Regions from separate parts of the Mus musculus genome. Here regions 1, 2, 3 and 4 are each linked to region 5. A link is a contact called in public HiChIP or PLAC-seq and promoter capture Hi-C data. All regions are on one chromosome and are shown on one strand. Each heading gives the region's core, a stretch centred on a gene start, on an enhancer-like site or on the middle of the called end of the contact. The rest is flanking DNA. Distances are from core to core; before and after follow the strand shown. Region 1 holds the start of 0610010F05Rik (RIKEN cDNA 0610010F05 gene). Region 2 has its middle 70 kb from the start of Gm39609. Region 3 holds the start of Rel (reticuloendotheliosis oncogene). Region 4 has its middle 34 kb from the start of Ehbp1. Region 5 holds the start of Zrsr1 (zinc finger (CCCH type), RNA binding motif and serine/arginine rich 1).

Region 1 (2,743 bases), core at 49-2,548, 660 kb before region 5:
TTCCATGGATGATAGGCTTCCTTTACTGCATGCATTAATTTGACAAATGAGCCCTTCACAAGTCTGGTTACAAAAACCTGGGCATCACGAAGCATTCATAAAGCAGAAACCGTGGCTTATCTGCTGCCACACTTATCTGACTTGGAGGTCGAAAGCTCTATGTGCAGCCACTGAAGTTCAAGCTGAATGTGAACACATGTTCTCCTGAGAGCAAGACAGGGACCATTCGCTCCCAGCAGGAAGCCTGAGCCTGCGAAATGATCCAAGTGCTTCTCTCACCGTGCTACTCGGAGCTTCGCTGAGGTCTGAGGCCCATTATCAAATGTGGAAGCCTCATTCCTTGGGCATAATTTGGACTCTACCTGCACATTGAGACCACCTCCCCCCAGTGGGAAGGGAGATCTATTTGAGTGGTAGGAGGAAAGCCTTGGCAGATAAGGCGATTGAAGAGAAAACAATAAACAACAACAAAAAACAAACAAACGTTCAACTTCCTCTGGGAAACAAAAAAGAAATGAAGATTTGATCGAAACCATAACATTGAGAGTTACTTATATTCTTTTTGATATACAGCTTACACTGAATACATTGCTCGTTCTCACTGTCTCTGTCTCTGTCTCTGTCTCTCTCTCTCTCTGTCTCTCTCTCTCTCTCTCTCTCTCTCTCTGTCTCTGTCTCTCTCTGCTTGCAAACAGGTTTATTAGTGGACACTGTTTTAGTTTAATCTTGCCAGAACCATGGAGTGATTGCCAACGAAAACTCACATCTGGCCACTAATACATTTCCATCAGTGCTCTAAGACTGAACATCAATCAGCCTTCCAAGTTTAACACTGGAACATTTGCCACACTATATCTGAGAAGTCGCCAGCTTTTCAGTTTACAGTATGTTTCTAAGTCCCAGCCAACGCCCTATCCAATCATATATTTTTTCTGTTGAACCTAAGCAGCTTATAGCAAAATGAGTGACAGGGAAAGATTTATTCTTTTCATTCGAGCTCCCTTTATCTCCCACGTTCAAGATCAAGCGCTGAGGACCTAGTCGCTAAGAGACATGACGCTAAGAGAGTGGGGACGCTGCACTGCGACAGGCCAGAGAGGACGAGCCAGAGAGGGCAGGGTGAAGAGCAGGCTCTGTGCAGCGGTGGGCTGCACTCTGGCACCGCCCGCACCCGCCCACCCGCAGGATCTCGTCGCTCATTGGATGCTCTGCTGCGGCGCTAGCTTGCGATTGGCCCGGGCGCGTCGATCAGGCCCCGCCCCTCGGCGCTCTTGCTGGGCGGCTGGCTAGCGGGCGCAGGCGGGTGCGGCCGCGGCTCGTGAGGCCGCCTCAGCCTGGCGTGTGCGCCGGGTCGCGCCGTTCTGGGCGCGAGCGCGGGCGGTGCTGGCCGCTGCAGGTGACACCGGCGCGGTGAGGGCCGCCGCGGCCCTGTGGAGGTGAGAGAGACGCTGAGAGGCTGGGGCACCCACTCGGAAGCTGGAGTGGGGCGAGGGCCGGGAGCGCCGCTGCCCATCCGGGCGGGCGGACTGGCGGGCGGGCGGGCGGTGCGGGGCCCCGCTGCCCGGAAGCCCGCGGACGCCCGGGCGCTGCCTGCGGCCCCGTCCCGCCGCCGCCCTCGCCTACGCTCTTGGCGACGGAGCCCAGCTTCGGTCGCCGGACTCCGGCCCTCACAGTCCCCGCCAGGCTGCTTTCCGATGCCTTTGTCTGCTCCTCTCCAGCCCGCGCCTCGAGTCGGTGTCCACGCCGCGGAATCCCGGTCCCGAGGACGCGCCGCGCAGGGAGCCTCGGACCCGGGCTTGGAAAGGCTACTTACCCGGGTGGGCAGTGATGTCCGGTCTTTCAGAATCAGAGCCAACCGGCTGGGTCACACGTGTGGATGAGAGTCAGGAAGTCTGTTGTAGATCAGGACTAACAGCCTCCCTCTGCTGTGCCAGAGGCCTTCCACCTGTCCCTGTGACCACCCCCCACCTCCACTCCCTCCTCTGCCTAGGGAAAGATCAAGAGCCCCCTTTTCATTGAAAAATGAAAAGCAGATGCTTGTCCATATGAATAAGCCAAAATAAGGAATAGGTTATGTTCTTTAAAGGTGTAAAATGTTAAAACAATAGAATTTTTATATTTTAGTAAATAATGTTATTTATTTACTAAATATATTATACCTTAAACACTTTTAAAGTATGGTGTCATGCATGAGAGGATAATTTTGAGTTTTAGATATTTTCTTTTGGTCATAGTTTTTTATACGTTTATACCTTTCTCCAGAATGAGATGCATGTGCCAGCTGTTCTAAGACTGTATGTTATTCATACCCTAAAGGAAACATTCTCAGAGATTAGTTTAACTAGAATACACAGTAGTTTTTTTCCCTTGATTGGAAAGATTCAATTGTGTCAACAGAAAAAAAATTCACACCCAAGTTACTTAAATCATCCATTACCACGAATAAATGAGTATTATATTTGAAATATACAAGTTTTTAAGAATTTGATGGAGACATCTTTCTTGTTATTTTAATTAAGTGCTGGGAACTTAGCTCATTTGTGGAGTACACTGCCACCACCACCACCAAAAACAGAAAATAAATTTTAATTAAATATCTGAAAGTTAAAAGTGAAAAAGCAGCACACAAGGGGTCTTTGTCTTGAGTTCTACTTTAAACTGTTTAGTCGCCTTTTCTCCTTTCCAGTGCTGGTTGTCCAACCCAGGGCCTCGCACATCTCCATTCCCATCCTAAACGTCTTCC
Region 2 (2,700 bases), core at 174-2,673, 600 kb after region 5:
TCTTTAATTCATTGCTCTGTTCTTAGGCAATTCCTTGCATGTAGGATGAAAACTCATAGAAGCATTTTCAAAGACTTTACAGTTCGCAAACTCTTGGTACAGGCATAATCAGAATAGCATATTACTCTAAACGTTAGGACCTAATTTGTGTGTATTCTGTATAACATTGGCAGGAAAAAATATTTTTTTTTCAGAAATAGGTCTGTAATTCTAGAGGCAAAAATCAAGTACTATAAGAAGATAGCTTTGAGTTTTGCCTGGCATCGTAGCCAGCATTAGAGCCATAGCTGAAAGATTAAGCCCTGCCGAACTGAAAACATCTTAAAACAACCAACATTTACTACCAGTTGGTTCTGGTTTCTCAAAACTTTTATAACTAATACTTTATTTATCCCAACTGCAGAAACTGGTTTAAATCTGCAAAGCAGATGTAAAACATAAAACTTCTAGATAGTGGAGCCAGGAGTGGTGGCTCATGTCTGTAATCCCACTACTTGGGAGGTAGAGGCAGGCAGATCTCTGTGAGTTTAGGGCCAGCCAGAACTACAAAGCCAGGACAGCCATGGCTACACAGAGTAACCCTGTCTCAAAAAGTTAAAACTTAAAAATAAACACACTTCTAGATAATGGAAATAATTTATCAGTTTTCAGCTGGTTACTCCAGTTCACTCTTAGAACTACAAAATTAGGGTTCTGTACCTCTTGTTCAAACTGACAAGAAAATGATAAATTGATAACAGTAATTATAAAACCATTAAAAAACACTTCTAAATTTAGTTCATAATTAGCACAAACATTCTTCTTTCAGGATTTATATCTCAATAGGACACAGTGATATTTTGCAACTAGCCTAGCACCAATCACAATAGAACAATCAACATTTATTTGCAAATTATTTACTTAAAAATATCTAATAAAAATTGGAAAAAAATAAATAAATCAGAGAAAATTTAATGTTATTGCAGTCAGACTACAATACTACAACACTACATTTCAATGTCTTTTCTTTAGAGAAATTTTAGAAAGCATGGGCAGAATGACAGAGGTCAGGGATCGCCAGGGCAGAGGGCCAGCAACTGCATGTACCCTGTTGCTTCAGTTAACCCATCTCTTGCCTCATCACGCAACAGGTCGAGTTAGTGTTTAATGCATTTGTTTGCTTAGCAAACACTTTTATTCTACAAAAGTAGATGTTGCCACAACTCTTTAATTGCAATTAATTAGGTTTTGTTCATTGTCTAACCTGCATAATTGCAAAGAATGCAGGTCTTGGCCATAGCAAAAGTAGTGGGTGACTTCATATTGTTACAACATGATTCCAGCAGAGAGTAGGAGAGAAATCTAGAGAAACATTGGTAAATTCAAAGGTGGTGGCACCTTGATGAGGTCACCTAGGAGAGTCTTTAAAATATGACAAGCCTCCCCTGTCAGGGAACACTGTCACACTTGCCATACTGAAACCATAGATGTGGGCTGTCTATACTGCTACAGTTGCTATATACCTCAGCCACACAGCTGCCGTCCACCTGAGCCACACCTGCTGTCTACCTAATCCCACACAGCTGCCATCCACCTTTAGCCACACAGCTGCTGTCCACCTGAGCCACACAGCTGCTGTCCACCTGAGCCACACCTGCTGTCTACCTAATTCACACAGCTGCTGTCCACCTTTAACCACACAGATGCTGTCTACCTCAGCCACACAGCTGCTCTCAACCTCAGACACACAGCTGCTGTCCACTTCAGACACACAGCTGCTGTCCACTTCACAAACACAGCTGCTGCTGTCCACCTCAGCCACACAGCTGCTTTCCACCTTGCACACAGCTGCTTTCCACCTCAGCCACACAGCTGCTGTCCATCTCAGCCACACAGCTGCTGTCTACCTTAGGGCTACTCTCTTCTTAATATCCTAATTCCCCCAAATTGATATTTTTATTATAAAGCTGCTTCTAGTAAATGTGGAATCAGAGAGAAAAGTGGACCATGATCTCAGGAATATCTTGTATCTAGGTAATATTATACCAGATAATTTAAAAACTAGTAGGAAGAATTTTGGAAGTTTTCACCAGAAAAAAAAATGACAAATATTTGAGGAAATATATATATGTGTGTGTATATATATATATATATACATTATATATATGTATATGTTATATATTATATATATAATATATAATATACATATAATACCTGAACTATATATATATATATATATATTATACACATATAATACCTGAACTAAGCATTATACAGTGTATACATGTGCCAGGGCATTACATGGCACCCCATCAATATGCATAATTGAATGGTTTTAGGTATCTTTGGGGTTTTTTTGTTTTTGTTATTGTTTTTGTTTTGTTTTGTTTTTTTTTTTGAAAGCTTTTAGGCCACAATGAATCCTGAAGTATTGTCCTTGGCCCAAAGACAGTAGAGAATACCTTTGTAGTAGTCACCAGATGGAGTAACTTCCCAGGAGCAATGTAGCCTGCTCTGAATAGTGCTGGACAAAGTGTTGTGGATTTTGAATTCTTTGTTTTACCTCAAAGAACTCTAACTTCAGTCAGTCCCTTCTGTTCAGACAGCTGGTTCAGTTTCAATACACTGATGCATTAATTATGATTCTATGGTCCTATATAATAGGAAATTACTTCAGCTAACTGAAATACAAAAGTGTAATTTATTGGAAGGAGATGAGAA
Region 3 (2,778 bases), core at 251-2,750, 800 kb before region 5:
CTTCAAAGTTATGATTCTGTGGTCTTGACCTCTGGAGCGCTGAACATAGTTCACCCTGCTAATTGTTTTATTTTATTTTATATCTTTGTGACTTGTTTATGATTGTGTTTAACTAAAAACACAACTGCTATTTATACTCTTTGAGAAGACAATTTGGAACTAGCAGATTTTAATTATTTCCTTCACTTTGGGGGAGTTGTATAACAGGATGAATTTTTTATGACAGGATAGTATATATTTTAATTATCCAACCCCCCCCCCCCCACACACACACACACACTTTGGCGTTCTTTGAAGCGCATGTAGAGGTAAGAGGACAACTTTTGGAAGTTGATTCTGTCCTTCCATGGATCAAACTCAATTTGTCAGGCTTGGTAGCAAGCGCAATTATTCTCTAAGCTATCTTGTTGGCCATGCAAGATGATATTCTCTATTTCCCCTCCATTACTTGTTTTAGTCAGTAAATGACTGGAGAACGTAAGAGGTGGAGCCAGATAACCCTGAGTTATTTCTGTTGTTGAGACAGTCCACCTACCTCAGCCTCCCGCGTGCTGGGAGTGCAGTGCGCTAAACGGGGCTGGATAATCTTAAGCTTAAATCGTGCAATTCCTTTCTAGAACTCTAAAGTATGGACAAGCTACTCAGCTTCTCCAAACCCCAATCAACCCTAATACTCGTGTATACAATGACATGCTAATACATCATAGACTAAGAGAACAGGTGCGTATTAGCAACTGAAGGCAAACAAGATTCCGCCTGACCTGTCAAAGCACCAAAGTTCGGTCCAGGCCTCAGGCCGTGGGTATCTCGGCCAATCTCTGGACGTCGTGTACATTTATACAGAATGGGGTTAGCGGCCTCGCAGTGCAGCTGAAAAACTTTGGTAGGTAAAAGACGTAATGTAGATATAGAGGGAAAATAAGGCTGCGGGGGTCCCCGTATGCAAATCTGCGCCTTACTGCCGAACGCGGGCGCTGGCGCTTCCGCACTTCCCCTCCAGAGCACCCGGACAACTCTCTGGCGCGGGGGCGGAGATTTGCATGTGCGAAATCGGGAAGAGGGGGAACCACCGGTCGAAAACCCCGGGCGGGCCTCGGGCGGCCAAGGAGCGCGCCCGGTGCACCGCCCGGCCCGCCTCCGGCCGCTCGGCCAGCATGACGTCACGAACACGCCCCTCGGCTTTAAGCGGCGCTCTCAAGGACTCTGGAGGAGGGGGATTTCTCAGGGACCGACGGCTTCTCACGCGCGGAGTCGTCGCTGCGCGCCCTCACGGAGCTCCCGGCGCGAGCGTGCAGGCTGTGGTGGCTCTGGAGGAAGTAAGCGCACTGGCCCGCGCGGGGTCGCGCGCCCGCCGCGAGGCTCCGCCCCCCGCCCCGGGTAGGCGGTGGCGCGAGTGACGTAAGCAGCGGGAAATCCCCCCCCCTCCCCCCACGTTCCGCCGGGCGGTCCGCCCCGCCCCCTGCCCCTGCCGCGGCATCCTGGCAAGGCGACGCCAGGACACTAGTGACCGGAGCGCGAAGATTCGGGGGTGGGAAGGTGTGAGCCGCAAACCCAGAGGAGCCGGGAAAGAAGAGGAGGCCCGGGGGTGGTCCGAGGACAGGCGTCCCGGCTGCGGAGGCTGCTCAGCCTCCTCACTGGTTGGCTGACTGACGGGCTAGCTGGCTGACTGCCTGCCTGACCGACTGCCTGGCTGACTGACTCACTGACTGACTGACTGGCTGCCTTGCAGCCTCGGGCCGGACGCTGGAAGCTGCAGCGAGCGGCGCGCGGAGCCGAGCCATGGCCTCGAGTGAGTACCGGGGCGAGCACTCGCGGGTCACGGGGAGGAGCTGTCGGGGGCTCCGTTTGGGGTTAGGACGGTCTGCCTTTCAAGTCTTCTCATCTGGCAAATTGTCAGCCGTTTGAAAAGTTGCCCGCTCCGGGGTTTGCGTGTGAAATCAAAGCGGCGCACTGTAATCTGATCTTCTCCTAATAGCCAGAACCTTCGAAATTCCCAACGGTGTGCTTTTAGGATCACAGGGGGTAATCTCAGTAAAGGAGAGCAGAGAAGCCTCGCGTTTAAAGACTCAGTGGTATGGAGACCCAGTTTTACATTTTTGAACAAAAAAGAGGAACCTCCGGACCTCAGACGAGCTTTCTTTTTTTAAGTCCAATCGTGCTAGCGGCTGACACTGGTACAGAATGTGGCGTGGCTGTGAAAGTCCTCAGTGGCGTTTTAATTCGTTCCAAGCGAAAACACTACCCCCGCCCCCACGAGCTAAAGATGTTGCTTGTCTAATTTACCGTGTAGAGACCTCGATCCCTTCAACCCCCAACCCCAAACCTGCACGCGCGTTTTGTTAGCAGCAAGAGGACGAGATTTGATTATACTTTAAAGTAACTGGTAGGGTTGAAAATGTCATCGTTTAATGTCAGTGTTTTATCTGCCACTAGTAAGTTTTGGATCATCTGCTTTGAGGGGGACATTTATAAGAAACAGTTTACAGGACAGGGGAGTTTAGTATGACAGTCGTACTATATGTAAAGCAAGCACTTGAAGCAGCTGAGATGGTGGTGGGAGCTAAAAATGACACCTTCTGTCTGTAGCAGGACGCTGACCCTTATCTTCCCAGTGACCCTCAGTAGAAGGCAGCCGACGTCTGGCAGAGAAGAGGAAGTAGAAAGCTTAGTGAACTCTTTAAGAGTTGAGCAGAACAATATCATAACTCCTGCTGTAAAGGAAACTGGGGTGTTTCACATGACACTTGATTTCAGTTTGTCTGTGGTTTTCATGAGAAA
Region 4 (2,721 bases), core at 164-2,663, 650 kb after region 5:
GGAGTGGGTGGGCAGGGGAGTGGGGGTGGGTGGATATGGGGGACTTTTGGTATAGCATTGGAAATGTAAATGAGTTAAATACCTAATAAAAAATGGAAAAAAAAAAAAAGACTGCATTCATTGTGTCCCATAATTGGATATGTTGTGGCTTCATTTTCATTAAACTCTAAAAAGTCTTTAATTTATTTGTTTATTTCTTCCTTGACCAAGGTATCATTGAGTAGAGTGTTGTTCAGCTACCAAGTCAGCGTTGGCTTTCAATTATTTATATTGTTATTTAAGATCAGCCTTAGTCCGTGGTGATCTGATAGGATGTATGGGATAATTTCAATATTTTTGTATCTGATGAGGCCTGTTTTGTGACTGATTATATGGTCAGTTTTGGAGCAGGTACCATGAGGTGCTGAGAAGAAGGTATATCCTTTTGTTTTAGGGTAAAATATTCTGTGGATATCTGTTAAATCCATTTGTTTCATAACTTCTGTTAGTTTCAATGTGTCTCTGTTTATTTTCTGTTTCCAGGATCTGTCCATTGGTGAGAGTGGGGTGTTGAGGTCTCTCACTATTGTGTGAGGTGCAATGTGTGCTTTGAGCTTTACTATAGTTTCTTTATGTGGATGCCCTTGCAGTTGGAGCATAGATATTCAGAAATGAGAGTTCATCTTGGAAGATTTTACCTTTGATGAGTATGAAGTGCCCATCTTTGTCTTTTTTGATAACTTTGGGTTGGAAGTCAATTTTATTTGATATTAGAATGGCTATTCCAGCTTGTTTCTTTGGACCATTTGCTTGGAAAATTGTTTTCCAGCCTTTTACTCTGAGGTAGTGTCTGTCTTTGTCCCTGAGGTGGGTTTCCTGTATGCAGCAAAATGTTGGGTCCTATTTATGTAGCTAGTCTGTTAGTCTATGTCTTTTTATTGGGGAATTGAATCCACTGATGTTAAGAGATATTAAGGAAAGGTGATTGTTTCTGGTACCCTGTCTTTCAGTGATCAAACTACCTCACAAAATACAAGCAAATGTTTTCAAATGCTGCCTTTGTTTTTCAAACCTAAAGACAATCCTCCTGTTAATAAGAGGAAACTGAAACTTCCTTCTGAAAATAATAGTGTCCAGAAACTAATTGCTTTGCTTGGGCCTATCCCACTGTTAGCCATGTTTAATCTCCAACTGAAGCAAAAGGAGCATTCTAGTTGAACTATCAAAGGACAGTGCATGCATTATTTAAAATATTAACTAGTGTTGTAAAAATACACTAATTTTTAATGGCAGAAATGCTCTAAAATTGCTGAAATAAGTTGCTTCACAGTTTTCAAGGACTTTAGCAGTTTCCAGATACATAGAGCTCAGTACCCAAGAAAAATAAGGTTATCTATGACAGAAGTTGTCTTCTTTGTGGAAGAATGTACTCTTGAGAAATTCTAAGTCATCACTCCTCACTTGCCTGTTTTTAAAACCACAATGGAATGAGTTTGCAGGAGCTAGAGAGAAGCCTCAGCTGTTGAGTACTTCTGCTCTTTTAGAGGACCCAAGTTCAGTTTCCTGCACCCACTTGGTGGAGTGGCTCTTAACTATCTCTAACAGCAATTACACTCTTCTGGCCTCCTGGGTACCAGCACACATATGGTAGCTATTAGCCTAGGCATTTTAACAAAGCTTAAAAATGCTTTTGAGGCATGGCATATATGGTGGTTTGAATGAGAATGGCCTTCCCAGGCTTGTATATTTGACTCTCTAGTCCTCAGGTTGTGGTGCTGTTTGGGAAGGAATAGGAAGTGTTGCCTTGCTGGAGAATGTGTGACCTTGTTGGAACAGGTGTGTTACTGTGGGTGGGCTTTGAGTTTTAAAAGTCCAGGACATGCCCACTCTTGTGCTCTCTATTCCTGAAACTTGCAAATTGAATGTGAGCTCTCAGCCGCTGCTCCAGCACCATGCCAGGCTGTCTGCTTACCAATGCCCTCCATGACTGTCACGGAATAACCCTCGAAAGTGTAAGCAAGCCCCCAGTCAAATGCTTAAATGCTTTCTCTTAAAAGTCATCTTGTTCATGGTAGTGCACACCTTTAATCTGGGAAGCAGAGGCTGGCAAATCTCTGTGAGTTCGAGGTCTGTCAGGTCTATATAGTGAATTCCATGACAGTCAGAACTACACAGAGGAACCCTGTCTTAATGATAATAATAATAATGTTTCTTGATTCATGGAATCTCCTCATAGCAATATAATAATAACTAAGACAACATAATAATTCCTCAGGGAACTCACCCATTCGTTTCTCCTTCCTAGTTCACTTCCCTTCTTATTCCCCTTCCTCCCTCCCTCCCTCCCTCCCTCCCTCCCTTCCTTCCTTCCTTCCTTCCTTCCTCCTTCCTTCCCTCCTCTTCCTTATTCTCACATTCATTCTTTCTCATGCCTTACTGTTTCATGTAACCTAAATACAGGTCATATAGACTAATGAAATGGTTCCAAATGTTTTATTAATTTTCTATGTATATTAAATGCTTAAATGTATAAAGACAAATGTATTTCTTAAAAGAGGCCTATGTACAGGCTAGCTATAGGCAGATCCAGGAGATAAGAATCTATGTTCTTTATGCAGCATATAGCTAAATAGGCTCAAGGAAGGACAGCCAGCCAGAGACTCAGTTACTGCCAAAGTCTCCACATGAGCTGATAGGTAGATGATGCCCTGAGAAATGAGCTGATAGGATAGATGATGTTAT
Region 5 (2,700 bases), core at 81-2,580:
AGCCGAGCCATTTTCTGCCGACGTTTCTTGCGTTTCTCCTTCTTCATTGCCGCCTTGTATTGTTTTCGGCTGAGTTTCTCAGGAATCGCGGTCTGCCGTGATGCCATTTTACCGCAGAGCGGGGGGGGGGGGGGGGGGGGGGGGGGGGGGGGGGGGGGCTCTTCCCGGATCTCGCGATAATCTCTTTTTCTCACGCTGTGGATTGAAAATGTCGCCCGCTGCTAAGTTGTTCTGCTGTTTAATGTTCGTTACCTTCCTGGACAGCAACTTCAGGGTGGCACCATTCAGCCCAGTTGACTTTCCTTTCCACCAGCCTAGAAAGCTTGAACCAGCTGAGTCACCGGCGTGTTTGCGCAATGCAGCAACCAGTAGTTGAATGTGCGCATGCGCAGTCGAAGGCCAGTGTTTGCGTTGGAATGTGGGCTGTACCGCCTACCTGCGCAGTCACTCGGTTATCCGCAGTACGTAGGCCTGCCTGCGCAGTTATCCGGTTATCCGTGGTACTGCCAGCCTGCGCAATTACCCGGTTATCCAGTTACCCGTGATAAAGCCTATCCGTGCAGTTACCCGGTTGTCCGGTTATCCGTGGCACAGCCTGCCTGCGCAGTGACCCGATTATCCAGTTATCCCACGCAGTTACCCACTTATCCGTGGTAGGCCTGCGCAGTTACCCAGTTTTCGGAGGTACGGATGGTCTGCGCAGTTACCCGATTATCCAGTTATCCGCAGTACGGCCTGCCTGGGCAGTCACCCGGTTATCCGTTTATCCGCAGTACATAGGCCTGCCCATGCAGTTACCCGGCCGGGCCGGTATGGCCGGCTTGCGCAGTTATCCGTCTATCCAGTTATCCGTGGTATGGCCTGCCTGCGCAGTTACCCAATTATCTGTGGGGCGGCCGCAGTTACCAATTATCCGCGATTATCCGTGGTACAGCCAGCCTGCGCAGTTACCTGGCTATCCGCAGTACGGCCTGCCTGCGCAGTTACCCAGGTATCCGTGGTTATCTGTGGTACGGCCAGCCTATGCAGTTACTGGTTATGCATGGCACAGCTGGCCTGTGCAGTTACCCGGTTATCCGCTTTAAGGCCAGCCTCCGTGGCATGGCCGGCCTGCGCAGTTACCTGGTTATCCGTAGTATGATCAGCCTACGTAGTTACCCGGTTATCCATGGTACAGCTGGAACAGTGGTTATCTGCCTTACCGACCGGCCTGCGCAGTTGCGGGTGGTTATCTGCAGTACGGTCCGCCTGCGCAGTCATCCAGGTATCTGCAGTTATCCGCAGTATGTCTGATCTGCGCAGTTACCCTGTAATCTGCAGTTACGTCTTTACTCCGGGAAAGGCAGGCCTGCGCAGTACGATTTACTGCTTTTTTTGTCTCCGCCCCCTGCAGTGGGAGTGCTCCTGCAGTAAGAATGCTCAGCCCTGAGCCGGGGCAGGCTTGTCTCACTGCAGGGCACCCCTCCATGCCGGTGCTGGCAGCTCACCTTCCCGGGCTTGTTTATGTGGGTGCTGGGAATAGAAATTAAGTTCTTATATTTGTTTGTCAAGGGCTTTACCAGGTAAACCGTTTTTCTGGCTTCAGCTCCTCACTCTTGTGGAAAGTAAGGGGTTTTGGTTTTGTTGTTGTTTTGTTTTTTAAATATTGAATGTGGGCCTGGTGTGGTGTCGCACGCCTTTAATCCCAGCACTCGGGAGGCAAAGGCAGGCGGATTTCTGAGTTCGAGGCCAGCCTGGTCTACAGTGTGAGTTCCAGGACAGCCAGGGCTACACAGAGAAACCCTGTCTCGAAAAACCAAGGGAATAAAAAATTGAATGTGTTTTGTTTTTTGCAAACACATTCCTTTCATTTGTTCTGTAATGTAGTTTTGTGGGGTATTCACCAGAGAAGACTGCTCAGACAAGTGTTTAAGCCAAGAAAAAAATCTTTTATTTTTGTTTGTTTGTTTGTTTGTTTTTTCAGAGACAAGGGTTTTACTGTGTAGCTGTGGCTGTCCTGGAACTTGCTCTGTAGACTAGACTGGCCTTGCATCATGCTATGTTTAGGTATGATCCCCATAGGCTCTTATGCTTGCACAAGCCTATAGGGGCCAGGGAGTAGAATGTGATGGTTTGTATAGGGAGTGGCACTGTTAGAAGCTGTGGCCTTGCTGGAGTAAGTGTGTCATTGGCTTTAAGACCCACATCCTAGATGCCTGGAAGCTAGTCTTCTAGCAGCTTTCAGATGAAGATGTCAGACTCTCAGCTCTTCCTGCACCATGCCTGTGTGCTACCGTGTTCCTGCCTTGATGGTAATGGACTGAACCTCTGAATCTGTAAGCCAGCCCTAGTTAAATGTTGTCCTTTATAAGACTTGCCTTGGTCATGGTGTCTATTCACAGCAGTAAAACCCTAACTAAGAAGAAAGCTCTGCCTGCCTCTGTGTCACAAGAAAGAAGGTAGATACCTGTGTATAGCAAAAGTTATATTTTATGCTGAGGGTCATCATACAAGGTTCACACTTTAAATTTCTAAATATGGTCCTAAGTCTTTATCCCCAAGGTGCTCACCTGTGTGATGTATCTTAGCTGGAGGTCAGGTCCAGTCTTACAGAAGTCTCTGATTTGAGGGTCAGGATCCTGGGGAGACTGTCCAGCCACAGGGTTCATCTAGGAGGTATCACTCCAGATATGCAGAGCAGTCCGCATCATGGGGTTTATA

What was found. Promoter capture Hi-C pulls out the DNA fragments that hold promoters and counts their contacts. HiChIP or PLAC-seq counts read pairs in DNA pulled down with a chosen protein or histone mark. Capture Hi-C pulls out chosen DNA fragments and counts their contacts.
Region 1: a promoter capture Hi-C map of adipose tissue shows a contact between it and region 5, with 3 times the contacts expected there. The contact joins the promoter of 0610010F05Rik here to the promoter of Zrsr1 in region 5. A contact is called at or near these places in 10 of 39 promoter capture datasets (the 3T3-L1 cell line, cranial neural crest, embryonic stem cells and 6 more), 6 of 115 datasets of contacts at active chromatin or transcription factors (the 230-238 cell line, the SCID.adh cell line, astrocytes and 3 more) and 1 of 9 other capture datasets (adipose tissue).
Region 2: a promoter capture Hi-C map of liver shows a contact between it and region 5, with 4 times the contacts expected there. The contact joins the enhancer-like site here to the promoter of Zrsr1 in region 5. A contact is called at or near these places in 8 of 39 promoter capture datasets (the 3T3-L1 cell line, 3T3-L1-derived adipocytes, embryonic stem cells and 3 more), 2 of 115 datasets of contacts at active chromatin or transcription factors (bone marrow-derived macrophages and large pre-B cells) and 1 of 9 other capture datasets (adipose tissue).
Region 3: an H3K27ac HiChIP or PLAC-seq map of microglia shows a contact between it and region 5, with 6 times the contacts expected there. The contact joins the promoter of Rel here to the promoter of Zrsr1 in region 5. A contact is called at or near these places in 1 of 115 datasets of contacts at active chromatin or transcription factors (microglia) and 1 of 9 other capture datasets (pancreatic islet).
Region 4: a contact with region 5 is called in a promoter capture Hi-C map of liver, with 5 times the contacts expected there. The contact joins the enhancer-like site here to the promoter of Zrsr1 in region 5. A contact is called at or near these places in 5 of 39 promoter capture datasets (the 3T3-L1 cell line, 3T3-L1-derived adipocytes, embryonic stem cells and 1 more), 1 of 484 Hi-C or Micro-C datasets (embryonic stem cells), 2 of 115 datasets of contacts at active chromatin or transcription factors (fibro-adipogenic progenitors and forebrain) and 1 of 9 other capture datasets (adipose tissue).

Annotation. Positions count from the first base shown.
Region 1 is chr11:23,632,186-23,634,928 of GRCm38.p6, reverse strand. It overlaps 0610010F05Rik (RIKEN cDNA 0610010F05 gene), which reads left to right and starts at 1,298. Exons shown (of 22, transcript NM_027860.3): 1 at 1,298-1,436.
Region 2 is chr11:22,371,859-22,374,558 of GRCm38.p6, reverse strand. No RefSeq gene overlaps it. Among named protein-coding and RNA genes, the nearest start is that of Gm39609, 70 kb to the left of the region's middle. Within about 2 kb of position 1,423, at least 14 of the 459 cell types and tissues checked have an H3K27ac peak or open chromatin away from gene starts, as enhancers often do. A contact at or near this core is called in liver, where this site is marked.
Region 3 is chr11:23,769,691-23,772,468 of GRCm38.p6, reverse strand. Rel (reticuloendotheliosis oncogene) reads left to right here and starts at 1,500. Exons shown (of 10, transcript NM_009044.3): 1 at 1,500-1,789. The coding sequence starts at 1,780.
Region 4 is chr11:22,319,348-22,322,068 of GRCm38.p6, reverse strand. No RefSeq gene overlaps it. Among named protein-coding and RNA genes, the nearest start is that of Ehbp1, 34 kb to the right of the region's middle. Within about 2 kb of position 1,413, at least 2 of the 459 cell types and tissues checked have an H3K27ac peak or open chromatin away from gene starts, as enhancers often do.
Region 5 is chr11:22,970,635-22,973,334 of GRCm38.p6, reverse strand. Zrsr1 (zinc finger (CCCH type), RNA binding motif and serine/arginine rich 1) reads right to left here and starts at 1,330. Exons shown (of 1, transcript NM_011663.3): 1 at 1-1,330. The coding sequence starts at 107. The region is part of intron 1 of Commd1 (COMM domain containing 1); the gene reads left to right.